Linked DNA regions of Mus musculus: all the other regions are linked to region 1. The links are chromatin contacts, called in public promoter capture Hi-C maps. All regions are on one chromosome and are shown on one strand. Each heading gives the region's core, a stretch centred on a gene start, on an enhancer-like site or on the middle of the called end of the contact. The rest is flanking DNA. Distances are from core to core; before and after follow the strand shown.

What was found. Promoter capture Hi-C pulls out the DNA fragments that hold promoters and counts their contacts.
Region 2: a promoter capture Hi-C map of embryonic stem cells shows a contact between it and region 1, with 2.4 times the contacts expected there. The contact joins the enhancer-like site here to the promoter of Cdk15 in region 1. A contact is called at or near these places in 18 of 39 promoter capture datasets (the 3T3-L1 cell line, 3T3-L1-derived adipocytes, the C10 cell line and 13 more), 1 of 15 datasets of contacts at CTCF or cohesin (large pre-B cells), 12 of 484 Hi-C or Micro-C datasets (the C2C12 cell line, the G1E-ER4 cell line, the HL-1 cell line and 7 more), 4 of 115 datasets of contacts at active chromatin or transcription factors (all in embryonic stem cells) and 3 of 9 other capture datasets (adipose tissue, embryonic stem cells and macrophages).
Region 3: a contact with region 1 is called in a promoter capture Hi-C map of the C10 cell line. The contact joins the enhancer-like site here to the promoter of Cdk15 in region 1. A contact is called at or near these places in 12 of 39 promoter capture datasets (the 3T3-L1 cell line, the C10 cell line, the HPC-7 cell line and 7 more), 9 of 484 Hi-C or Micro-C datasets (the N1E-115 cell line, Sertoli cells, cumulus cells and 5 more), 2 of 115 datasets of contacts at active chromatin or transcription factors (both in embryonic stem cells) and 3 of 9 other capture datasets (adipose tissue, macrophages and pancreatic islet).

What each region holds. Positions count from the first base shown.
Region 1 is chr1:59,254,755-59,258,574 of GRCm38.p6, forward strand. Cdk15 (cyclin-dependent kinase 15) reads left to right here and starts at 2,152. Exons shown (of 14, transcript NM_001033373.3): 1 at 2,152-2,344; 2 at 3,062-3,202. The coding sequence starts at 2,219.
Region 2 is chr1:59,425,617-59,429,436 of GRCm38.p6, forward strand. No RefSeq gene overlaps it. Among named protein-coding and RNA genes, the nearest start is that of Gm33724, 8.6 kb to the left of the region's middle. Within about 2 kb of position 1,740, at least 24 of the 459 cell types and tissues checked have an H3K27ac peak or open chromatin away from gene starts, as enhancers often do. A contact at or near this core is called in embryonic stem cells and liver, where this site is marked.
Region 3 is chr1:59,408,312-59,412,131 of GRCm38.p6, forward strand. All of the region lies in intron 2 of Gm33724 (a long non-coding RNA gene), which reads right to left. Among named protein-coding and RNA genes, the nearest start is that of Gm33724, 8.7 kb to the right of the region's middle. Within about 2 kb of position 1,625, at least 47 of the 459 cell types and tissues checked have an H3K27ac peak or open chromatin away from gene starts, as enhancers often do. A contact at or near this core is called in the N1E-115 cell line and hippocampal neurons, where this site is marked.

The DNA of each region.
Region 1 (3,820 bases), core at 902-3,401:
CCCAATGGACCAGCTCACCAGATCTGAATGAGCGTTCCTGACAAATTTTATTACAATGAATACGTGAAAAATTATTATGATGAGAAAGAACTTCTCTCTCAGTTGTATGTCAGTCAAAAGTTTAGCTGCTTTTGAGGTGTAACTGATTTTATGCCTAGTCCCTATCCATTGTGCATCATTGGTCTCTTACTTTCTCTCTCTAAGTGTCTCAAACTTTATTTAGTAAATCCTTGAATGGACTTGCCTTAGATCGTATGTAGCAAATTGTTTCTCTTTTTGTCTTTGTTTTGACTCTGGAACCCAGACTGACCTCTAACTCATGGCAATCGTCTTGCTTGTTTCCCAAGTGCTGACAATGAAGGCATGGACCCTATACCTTGCTTGCTTGCTTGTAGCTATTTTGAAATAAAACTTAAAATATATGCTCAAGGTTAATGTCTTAGGGTTTCCATGGCTGTGAAGAAACACCGTGACCATCGCAACTCTTATAAAGGAAAACACTTAGCTGGGGCTGGCTTACAGTTTCAGAGGGTCAGTCCATTAGCATCAAGGCAAGAAGCATGGTGGTGATGTGCAGGCAGATATGGTGCAGGAGAAAGAGCTGAGAGTTCTACATTTTGATCCACAGGCAGCAGGAGACTACTGGGGCTAGCTTGAGCATATGAGACTTCAAAGACCACTTTTACAATGAAACACTTCCTCCAACAAAGGCACACCTACTCCAACAAAGCCACACCTCCTAATGCCTTCACTGCCTATGGGCCAAACATTCAAATGTATGAGTCTATGGGGGCCATTTCTATTCAAACCACTACAATTAGATCACATAAAAGTAAAGATTTAACGGAGGAAAGTTCAGAAGTTAACTATCCAGGGTACTGTTGTGATAACACATAGCCCCCTTTCTCATATTGTTGTGTATGTTATTGTGATTGACATATTATGATGGAAATAATATTATGCACCTCTCATAGAAAAAGAGTTCTATCTACAATCACAGACTACAAAGCAGTTTGATCCAGATTAGATTCCTAGAAATGCCAAGTACTAATATAGTATTTATAGACACTAAACATTAATTATACTGATATGAAAGGAAGGGAGGAATGGGGGAATGAGGAGATATGTGCATGTACACACACATCACACTCTCACACACACCACACTCTCACAAACTCTCACACAAACACTCACACATATACCAAACTCTCACACACACCACACTCACACACACCACACTCTCACACAGTTTCTGTTTCCTCTTTATTTGAAATTTGAAAAGAATCTCATTATGTAGTCCAGACTAGTCTTGAACTCATCACCCTGCTGTTTCAGTCTCCAAAGTACTGAGATTACAAGTGTGCCACTGGGGGTTGGGGAGATGGCTCAACAGTTAAGAGCACTGTCTGCTCTTCCAGAGGTCTTGGGTCCATCATACCCAGCTCAAACTCCGCTCTCCACCCTGACTCTCCACTATTTGTAGAGTATTAGCAACACAGGTAATCACTAGTGTTTGAAGGAATAGCTTTGCCCTGTCAGACTGAGATTGACTTTCGTTTGGAGGCAGAGAAGGAGTCAGAATCCTCAGCTCTCTTTCCATACCACCGTTCTGTGGTTCCTTTGACTCTAAAAGTTGGCTAGTTTGCAAACTCATTTTAATGTTGGAAAAACCAATCTGAGTCAGATGGCTCTCATCTGCAATCCCGGGACTGGAGAAGCTGAGGCAGGAGGATTACCTCCACTTGGAAACTAGCTGGGCTGCTGGGAGAGACTGCCTCAAAAGAAAAACAAGTTTGAAACCCAAGAGGCTTTCAGATGAAAGCAAGGGATAGAACACCCCTCAGCATGACCACTTTAGCCCCAGGGTAGGCCAATAAACACTAGGGTTATGCACATTCTGGGAAAGCGAGTGTATCCACAGAACTGACTTGTGGCTGGAGTGAGAGAGAGCTTACTCCAGTGTGCCCAGTTGTATTCTCTCGGGCAGAGCCTCCTTGTTTTTGAGTGTGCACACATGAGCGCTAGCTGCTGCGGTTCTGATGCATTCTTTGCACTGATGAGCTAAAACTGCTGAAGTCATGAGACTGCTCCAGGCAGAGCCCTCGTGTGAGTCACAGAGAAGCTCCTCTCTGCTGACCTCTGGCAGAGGGGGAGCAAATGAGAAGAGGCGGGTGGGAAGAGGTTCAAGGGCGGGTTTTCTCCTTGAACCTGGGCTAGTATGGGTCAAGAGCTGTGTGCAAAGAGGCTACAGCCAGGATGCAGTTGCTACCACCGTTCGGAGGGAGGGGAGGCGCACAGCTGTCAGAGAAGCCAGCCTGGAAGCACCGAGCCTGCTGTATTCGAGGTACTCGTATCCCGGGAGGAGCATCTTTCTTTATTAGTAAACCAAGCAATTCAGACAGACACTCCCTTTTGTAACAGAGTCTTATTCCTCTGCGGTAGGTCTAAACTCATAAAAAGAAAATTCTATTAAAGTCACAGAGGATTTATGGTTGTAGTTATCAAGTTTGGGGATGTACTTGTAAACCAGAAGAGGGGAATAAGCCTTGGGTTTGGCCGCTTTTGACTTGAAATAGAGAAAGTGGTTCTTCTCTGGACGTCTCTGAGCCACTAAATTGCAGGGCTGAACTGTAGAGGGCAAGCTGCCATACCGGTAGGTCCGCTGTGGATTCTCAGTTTCAGTAATTAGCTCGTGATTATTAGCAGTATCTTACTAAATTATTCTAAGGCATTACATTAAGTACCAAGGAAGGTGGGCAGGTACGGAGGAAACTGAGTTAAATGAAGAAATTGGGAGACACCCTTAAGGAGACTGGGTTAAACTGTGTAGGTGAAGGAAAAATTTAGTATTTCAGTAATTGGTACCATGGTTGTCTCTAAGAGATCTGACTTTCAGGAAACCTGCCTTTCAGGGGTGTGGGAAGCTTACAAACAATCAAACCAAAAACAAACAAACAAACAAACAAACCAAAAACAGGCAAATAAAACAAAGAAAAGGTTTTGCCAGCCATCACATTGTGACTTTGTACACATTTTGCTCCTGTACGTTCTTTTCCTCTAGCTAACAGAAGCATCCAGTTCCACGGCTTCATTTCACCCCAGGGGACTGGAGGCTGCCAGTGCCCAGAAGTTGAAGAGTAAAAGGCCCCGGAGTAACAGTGATTCTTTTCAGGAAGAGAATCTGAGGCAGGGGTTGCCATGGGTGAGTGAACTGCTGACAGGCATCAAGGAGAATTTCATGGGTGCCTGTCTAGGGAAGCTAGCCCTCACCTTCCAGGGATGCCTGTGTGGGCTTGCAAGTGCACTTACACATAGACAGATACACAGACATACACACACATGCACACACAGAGAGACAGTCACACAGACACACATGCACAGGCACATATACAGACACACACATACACATACACATACAAACATGCACACACACACACACACATGCACAAACAGGCATGCACACACAACACTCAGACATATACAGGTACACATGCAGACAGACACATACACATACAAACATGCACACATACACACACACATGCACAAACAGACATGCACACACAACACACAGACATACACAGGCACACATGCAGACAGACACATACACATACAAACATGCACACACACACATGCACAAACAGGTATACACACACAACACACAGACAGACATACACAGGCACACATGCAGACAGACAGACACTGACACAGAGACAGACACACATGGACATGGACACAGACATATACACAAACACATACACATAGACACACACGAACACATACATACATACAAACATGCACACAGATAGACAGACAGACAGAA
Region 2 (3,820 bases), core at 490-2,989, 170 kb after region 1:
GCCTTCCCAGAGACAATGACTATCCAGAAAGTTTGGGGCACATCCAAGAGGACTTCTGACCTCAAACTCACATATCAATAAAAGCTTTTGGGGTTATGATAGTTACCTGAGGGTACGGAGAAAATGCCCATATTGAGGAATCAAAATTTATTTTCTGGAAAGGCCATCCCCTATAGTTCCAAACAGTATAAAAACATAACCATGTAGTGAATGCAGAACTTTGGCTCGGGGTGTCTTTCCAAAGGCCTGTATGTTAAATGCTTGGTCTTCAGGCTGACACTACTGGGGAGTGGTGGAAGCCTTTACAAGGTAGGCCTAGGGAAGGAGGTTTTAGGTCCAAAAGGGAGGGGTGTGCCTTGAAGTAGCCAATGGGATCTAAGCACCCCTTTCTCTTGTCTTTGCTTCTAGGCTACCATGATGTAAGAGATCCCTCCTCCCCTCCTCCCCTCCTCCCCTCCTCCCCTCCTCCCCTCCTCCCCTCCTCCCCTCCTCCCCTCCTCCCCTCCTCCCCTCCTCCCCTCCTCCCCTCCTCCCCTCCTCCCCTCCTCCCCTCCTCCCCTCCTCCCCTCCTCCCCTCCTTCCTCCTCCTCCCCTCCTCCCCTCCTCCCCTCCTTCCTCCTCCTCCCCTCCTCCCCTCCTCCCCTCCTCCCCTCCTCCCCTCCTCCCCTCCTCCCCTCCTCCCCTCCTCCCCTCCTCCCCTCCTTCCTCCTCCTCCCCTCCTCCCCTCCTTCCTCCTCCTCCCCTCCTCCCTACTACGTACTGGCCCTCACTGCAGCCCCAAAAGCAACAGGCCAACTGACAAGGGACTGGAACCTCCAACACTGCCAACCAAAAGGAAAGTACGTAAAGTACACAAAGCTGATTAGCACTCGGAAGGTTTCAGGCTAGGCGGTCTGGGTTCTAACTACCCAGTTCTGCCTGTTGTAGCACAGCTGGTCATAAGCAACAGGAAAACAAATGAGTATGGCTGTGTTCCAGAAAAATCTGAATCGTGGATGCTGAAGTCTAAATTCCTATCATCTTTAGTTGTCATAAAATACGATCTTTTTAGTTTTTCACTCTAAAAGTGGTCAAAGTCGCTCTTAGCTCCTAGATCAGATTGTCCTCGAGACAGTGATCTCATCCCCTGATTCAGATGAAGGATGTTGGAGGAGGTAGATGTAGGCTTCAGGGCTTCCAGGCTGTGGGATGGCCTAGAGGTGCCCAAAGGATGAACCCTGTTTTGGACTTTACCCTACGTGTGCTTGATGGATTTTCAGTGGAACACTCATTTGTTAAATACATTTTTGGGCTTTTTTTTTTTTTTTTTTTTTTTGCTTTGCTTTGAGCTTTTTGGGGGTGGTGCATTAAGTGTTGGCAGAGCAATCCTGAGGGAACCACACCTACTCTAATTCACACATTTGTATAACAATGAAAGTTCCCTAAATCCAATCTGCATACAGAGCTTCCACAGTCAATAGGGCCGAGTCACTAAGTCCCCACATCAGCCACTGTCATCCAACAGAAGTCAGCTAATGACAGCTGTTCTGGGTGGCTAACTGCTGCATATGGCTGCTTTGCTGACTTCCAAACACAGACTGGGTTTAAGAGCCTGGTTTTTGGGAGGCCTTCTCCCTACCTCTCCTGTGCTCTGATACTTCGAAGCTCTCCTTTGCTTTATCGTTGTGGCTTCTCCACGCTCAACAGGCGGCCACAGTGATGGAAACAGTGCATCACTGTGAGGTTCTGGCCACAGGAGGCCTCCACACACCACTGAACCCTGTTGTGTGGGACATCTGTAGCAGTTGTAGTAGTTGGAGCAGGGAGTATTTGGATCAAAGCTGCTACATTCCCAAGACCACGGCTACACTGCCAACCTTCCTTCTCAGCTCCTTCTTGCCTTCCATCATGTTCTCCTTTCTTGTTCTTTGTGTTGCCTGACCTCTGAGTTCACTGGAGTCAACTCTTTTCATTCAATCCAGAACTGTCTAAGGGACTGCTTTAGGCAACCAGGAAAGGTTTAGTTGAAGAAACAGCCTTGAGGAGAGCCCTGAACTTATATGCCCTTTCATCTTTGCTTCTATTGAGTCTGATTTTGAGATTTTATTATTTTAATTGTGTGAATGTGTGTATGTGTGTGGGGGGTGGGGTGGGGGAGGGATGCACACACAGGCCTGTGTCTGATCCTCAAAGGAACTGAAGTTGCAGGCAGTTGTGAGTTCTGAAAACTGAACTTTGGTCCTCTACAAGAGCAGTAGCTGCCCTTAACTACTGAGCCATCTTTCCAATCTCCAGACTTTTCCATCTTTAAAGTTTCTGTGAGGAGAAATGATCTGATTTTCTTCTGATTCTTCCTCACATTTTACATGTGAGGAAGTTGGGTTTTGTAAAGGTTTCCTAAGGTCACAGACTAAGGAGTATCTGGAGGTTGATATTTTCTCTGCCCTGAGTTCAAGCCCTGCTCCTGGCATTAATTAACTAAGTAACCTTGGCTATGACCTCATTCCATAAGCCCTACCTATCAGTAATGACTCGCTCTCTCCTGCACCAAGAAGCATATCCAAGGAGTTTGCTGCCTTAAAGAAACATGCTTTGGGAATCTTACTATTTGCCCAAACTCTGGCAGGTAGACAAAACAAAAGTCCCTCTACTCAGGGAGAGGAGCCTAGAGGCTGGAGCTTTAGTAAGTGACAATGTGCTGTTGGGACAGACTCAGAGGAGATAAGGACACTGCTAAAGATTTTGGCAAATCGTTTCAGACAAAAGAAAGAGCCAGTACAAATGCCTGAGCCTAGAATCATATTCAGTGTACTCAAGGAGCAAGGAAAAGGCCAACATGCCTGCAGCAGACGAGGAATGGGAAGAGAGACAGGAAATGAGGTCAGAGAAGGTAATTCGGAGATGTAAAGGGTTGAGGGATGTTACAAGGACTAATTTTCTTCTAACATCCACAATCTCAAGGCTTTAAGCCTCTTTAGTCCATGTCTACATGTCCTCATGATTGCATGGATTCTTAGAGTGAGATGGATCCTCTCTCAGCTCTTGGTGAGTTTACCACACAGAGTTTAACTAGGGTGCTTGACAATTAAGAGCCACCCAAGCCAGCTAGAACCAGTAGCTTCCCCGTTCATTATCTCAAGAAGAATAAGGGAATGGAGATAAAGAGTCAGGAATATCAATATAGATTTAGAAAAGAAAAGTAAGAAAGAACTCTGGAGAGTGGGAAGGGTTCCAAAGGAAGAATGTGCTGCCCTGGCCCAAGACTTTCGTGAAGTCTTACAGTAGGAGTTAGAAAGAGAATGAGGTCATCTTCACTGGGACTGACCTTCTCTGACAGCATCACTGACTGAATCAGTATGGCTCACGCCCCTTTGTGTTCCCTACTGCCACCCCCATCCCAACCACTGAGGGATCATGAATTACTCCTCCTACCAGGTGAATGGTCATCACTCTCTATTCCAACTTGTTTTACTCGTTTTGTAGGCTGTTGAGTGAGGTACTTTGAACTCAATTAACACATGCTGTATCAAGGACCCTACTTCCCACAGAGAGCTAGCACCCATCTCAATTGCTCTATGATTCTGAGACAGGCCACCACGTATGCCCATCACTGTCAACATCCTAGCATTCCTTGGGTTAAGTAGTCAGCCAGGGAGAAAAATGAAAGAGACAAGTGTAACAGTCTGTTGTTTGTCAAAGAATGATATCTCATATTCAAATAGTGTGTGAGAGCAAGGAGCGTTTTATTCTGCAGAAGGCCATCATGGGGTGGGGGTTGTCCAAAATGAGCTTATAGGCCCGATTTAAAGCATATTAGGGGAATTCCGGGTTAGGTGAGAGT
Region 3 (3,820 bases), core at 375-2,874, 150 kb after region 1:
TATATATATATATATGAACCACATGTGCAGATATTCACACACACACACACACACTCTCTCGCGCGCCTTTTTTTCTGGGTCTTATTCTTCCCCAACAAGTACAACTGCTGAGCTGAAGAAAAGAAACGTTTGGAAAATGACCTCTCCCAAGATCATAGCTATATCTATTATATACTGACTGGAGGCTCCATTTGTCTCAACGCTTGGTCTGGGTTGCCTCTGATACCAACTTAAAGAAACCTTGTCCCAGTTTTGTTTTTTGTTTTTTGTTTTGTTTTTTTGTTTTGCTTTTTTTTTTTTGGTTTTTTTTTGTTTTTGTTTTTTGAGACAGGGTTTCTCTGTATAGCCCTGGCTGTCCTGGAACTCACTTTGTAGACCAGGCTGGCCACGAACTCAGAAATCTGCACCACCACGCCCGGCTTTTTGTGTGTGTGTGTGTGTGTGTGTCCCAGTTATTATGGAAATAAAAACTAAATCTAGATCAGAAAGTCTCAGGCAAAAAGTTCTAATTAAAGGAAAAATGGGTTAAGGAAGAGGCCTGCACTGATTTCGGGAGACTCGAGTTGCGACTGACAGAGAGCAGGCTTCTTATCAGCTGTCAGAGTGGTCTGATGTGGGTGATTTTTGTTAGTCGTGAAGATGGTATTTTTAAAGAAATCTCTTCCTCAAACTTTAAGGAGATTTTTCTCATGTAAGATACAGATCGGCGGCAGCTCATCCTTGGAGACATCTTGGCATCCTCCCGTATCTAGAGGGGTGTTGTTTCTCTCTCTCTCTCTCTCTCTCTCTCTCTCTCTCTCTCTCTCTCTCGATAAGATAAGAGAGCAGACATCGGAGGGACCGTCACATTTCATTCACTGTTGACAAGAAAAGAGAGATTCCTGGTGGGTAGCAGGCTTTGTGGATTAAGGGTGTGAGAACCTGTATCTCTTGTTCCCACAAAGGTCTCTTTGTCTGTTTCACCTGCCCTAGGCCTCACAAGAACAGTGGGGCAGATATGATTATTACTCCCATTTTGGCACATGAAGAAACAAATCCAATGAACAGAAAGGGAAAGTCACCTGCCCAAGGTCACACAGTTAAAAGCAGGATTCAAACCCAGAATCTACCATGCTCTACTGTCACCAGAAAGATAGAGGAAGGAAAGAAGAAAGGAAAGAAGGAAGAAAGGGAGGGAGGGAGGGAGGGAGGGAGGGAGGGAGGGAGGGAGGAAGGAAGGAAGGAAGGAAGGAAGGAAGGAAGGAAGGAAGGGAAGGAGGGAGAAAGGAAGAAAAGCTTCCAGAATATTCCAAGGACAAGCTTGAGAAACGTGGGGAATGTTCTAAGAAGCTCCATCAGTCAGTCAGCACAGGCTGGACAAGGTCTGTCACTGTGGGTGTATCGGTGAAACGAGCTGCAGAAACCATCTAAGGAGCAGCAAGAAGGTCACGAGTCAGAAGTCAGGTTCCAGAGCTTTGGCAGAACGCCAGAGTCTCACCAGGCCAGTCTCAGCTGTCACTTAAGAGCAGATGTCCTGTGGGTGTCACATATCTGAAAGTAATTAACTGATACGGGCTCACTGCGTCCCTATAAGCAAGTCTGCTTGGTAATCAACAACTGCTTTCCAAAAGAGAGGGTGTGGGGAGACTGGCTTTCCCACCCACTGCTGAGAATGTGGCTGCCACAACATTTTTTTGGGCAAGAGTCAGGCAGTACATGTGGAATGAAACCTAAATTCCTCCCTCTCATGATATACAAAAAACAACTCGAAAGAATCAAAGACTTAAATTAAGACCTGAAACTTTGAACTTACTAGAAGAAAACACAAAGGAAATGCTTCAAGACATGTGATCAGAGTAGATACTTTTAGGATAAGACTCCCAAAACCACAGGCAAAAGTAAAAACATACTAATGGGATTATATCCAACTAAGAGGCTTCTACACAGTGAGGGAAACGGGTATCAGAGTGAAGGGACAACCCACACACTGAGAGGAGTTATTTGCAAACTGTCCAACAGAGAAGGCTACACATTCAGATATTATAATAACTAAAGAACAGCACAACGAAGAACTCCAATCAAAACTCTGGCAAATGGTCTGAAGACACACAAATGACCCCAAGTTAGATTAAGACGCTCAGTATCACTAAGCAGAATTGTAAATCAAAGGGACAGAGAGCCAGTACCTCAACCCAGTCACAATGGCTGTGATTCAAAGGACTAAGTAGCAAATGCTGGTGAGAACACAGAGGAAGGAAAACTCAAACATGCACGGTGGGAATGGCCACTGGAAAACTGTGCTGGGTGGTTCCTGTCACAGCTGGGAAGAGGGGATCTTCACTGAGAAAATGTCTCCATAGGACTGGCCTGGGGGCAAATCTGCAGGGGTATTTTCTTGATCAATGGTTGATGTGGGGGAGCCCAGCTCACTATGGGTGGGGCCACCCCTGGGCAGGTGGTCCTGGGTTCTACAAGAAAGCAGGCTGAGCAAGCTGTGAGGAGCAAGCCAGTAAACAGCATCCCTCCATGGCTTTTGCCTCTGTTCATGACTCCAGGTTCTTGCCCTGACTTCTCAGTTATAAACTATTACCTGAAAGTGTAGGGTAGAATGTAAATAAATAAATAATAAATAAGTGAAATAAACCCATTCTTGCACGTTGTTTTTGGTCATGGCATCAGTAGAAATCCTAACTAAAACACTTATGGAGGTTTCTTTACACCGGCAGTTCTCAAGAACTCTGTGAGTCACGACTCCTTTGAGAGTCACATATCAGATATCTTGCCTAACATTTCTATTAATAACAGTAGCAAAATGACAGTTATGAAGTAGCAACAAAAACAATGTTCTGGCTGAGAGTCACCACAACATGAGGAACTGTATTAAAAGGCTCACAGTATTAGGAAGGTCGAGAACCCTTGAACTCCCCTACGAACTGGCACTCTCACAACCAAGTATTTATGCAAAGAAATTAACTCTTACATGAAGGAGACACCTGTGCTCTTATGCTAAGCACAGCACCATTCCCAGTAGCCAAGATCTGGTACCAACCAAGCTGCCCATCAAAGTGTGAATGAATGAAGAAAGTAAGACATATGTGCCTAACACTGTTACTGAGCCATAAAAAACTGAAGTCCTGTCACTTACACCAAAGATGAAAGGACTGATGGACAAGTGAAACTAGGCAGCCACAGAGAGACTTACTTCATGTTCTTATTTGTTTGTTTGTAGTGATTTAATATTGATCTTAAGCAAGAGAGTGGGATAGCAGTTACTAAAAAAGTGGAAAGGTACAGAATCACATGGGAACTGAAAGAAATCAGTTTATAGGCCAACAAAACAGAGCTGGGTACAAAGACTTAAAAGTTCTGGTGTTCTACTGTAGAGTTGGCTAACCACAGTCTACAACAGTGTTTCAGAGTAAAAGAGAAGGGACTGGAGAGATGGCTAAGCAGCTAAGAACACTTGTCTTTGCAGAAGATACAGTTGGTTCCCAGAACACATATGCTGGCTCACAAGTATCCATAATTCTTGTCCAGTTCTGGCTTCCATGGGACTCATGGTGGGCAAACATACATGCAGGCAAAACTCCCATATACACATAAAAATAAATAAATCTAAAAAAGAGAGCAAGCAATGTTTTCCAGCAAATAGAAATACTATTTGAGAAGACAGAAATCCTTATTTTACCCTGATTTGACTACTACACATTGTGTATGAATATTGATTTATTTTGTTATATCATAAAGGCATATAGGTATTAAATTACAAAATAAAGTGAAAAGTTTATTCAGGTTTGGCGGCACATGCCTGTAATCCCACTGCTGGGGGGGGGGAGGGGGG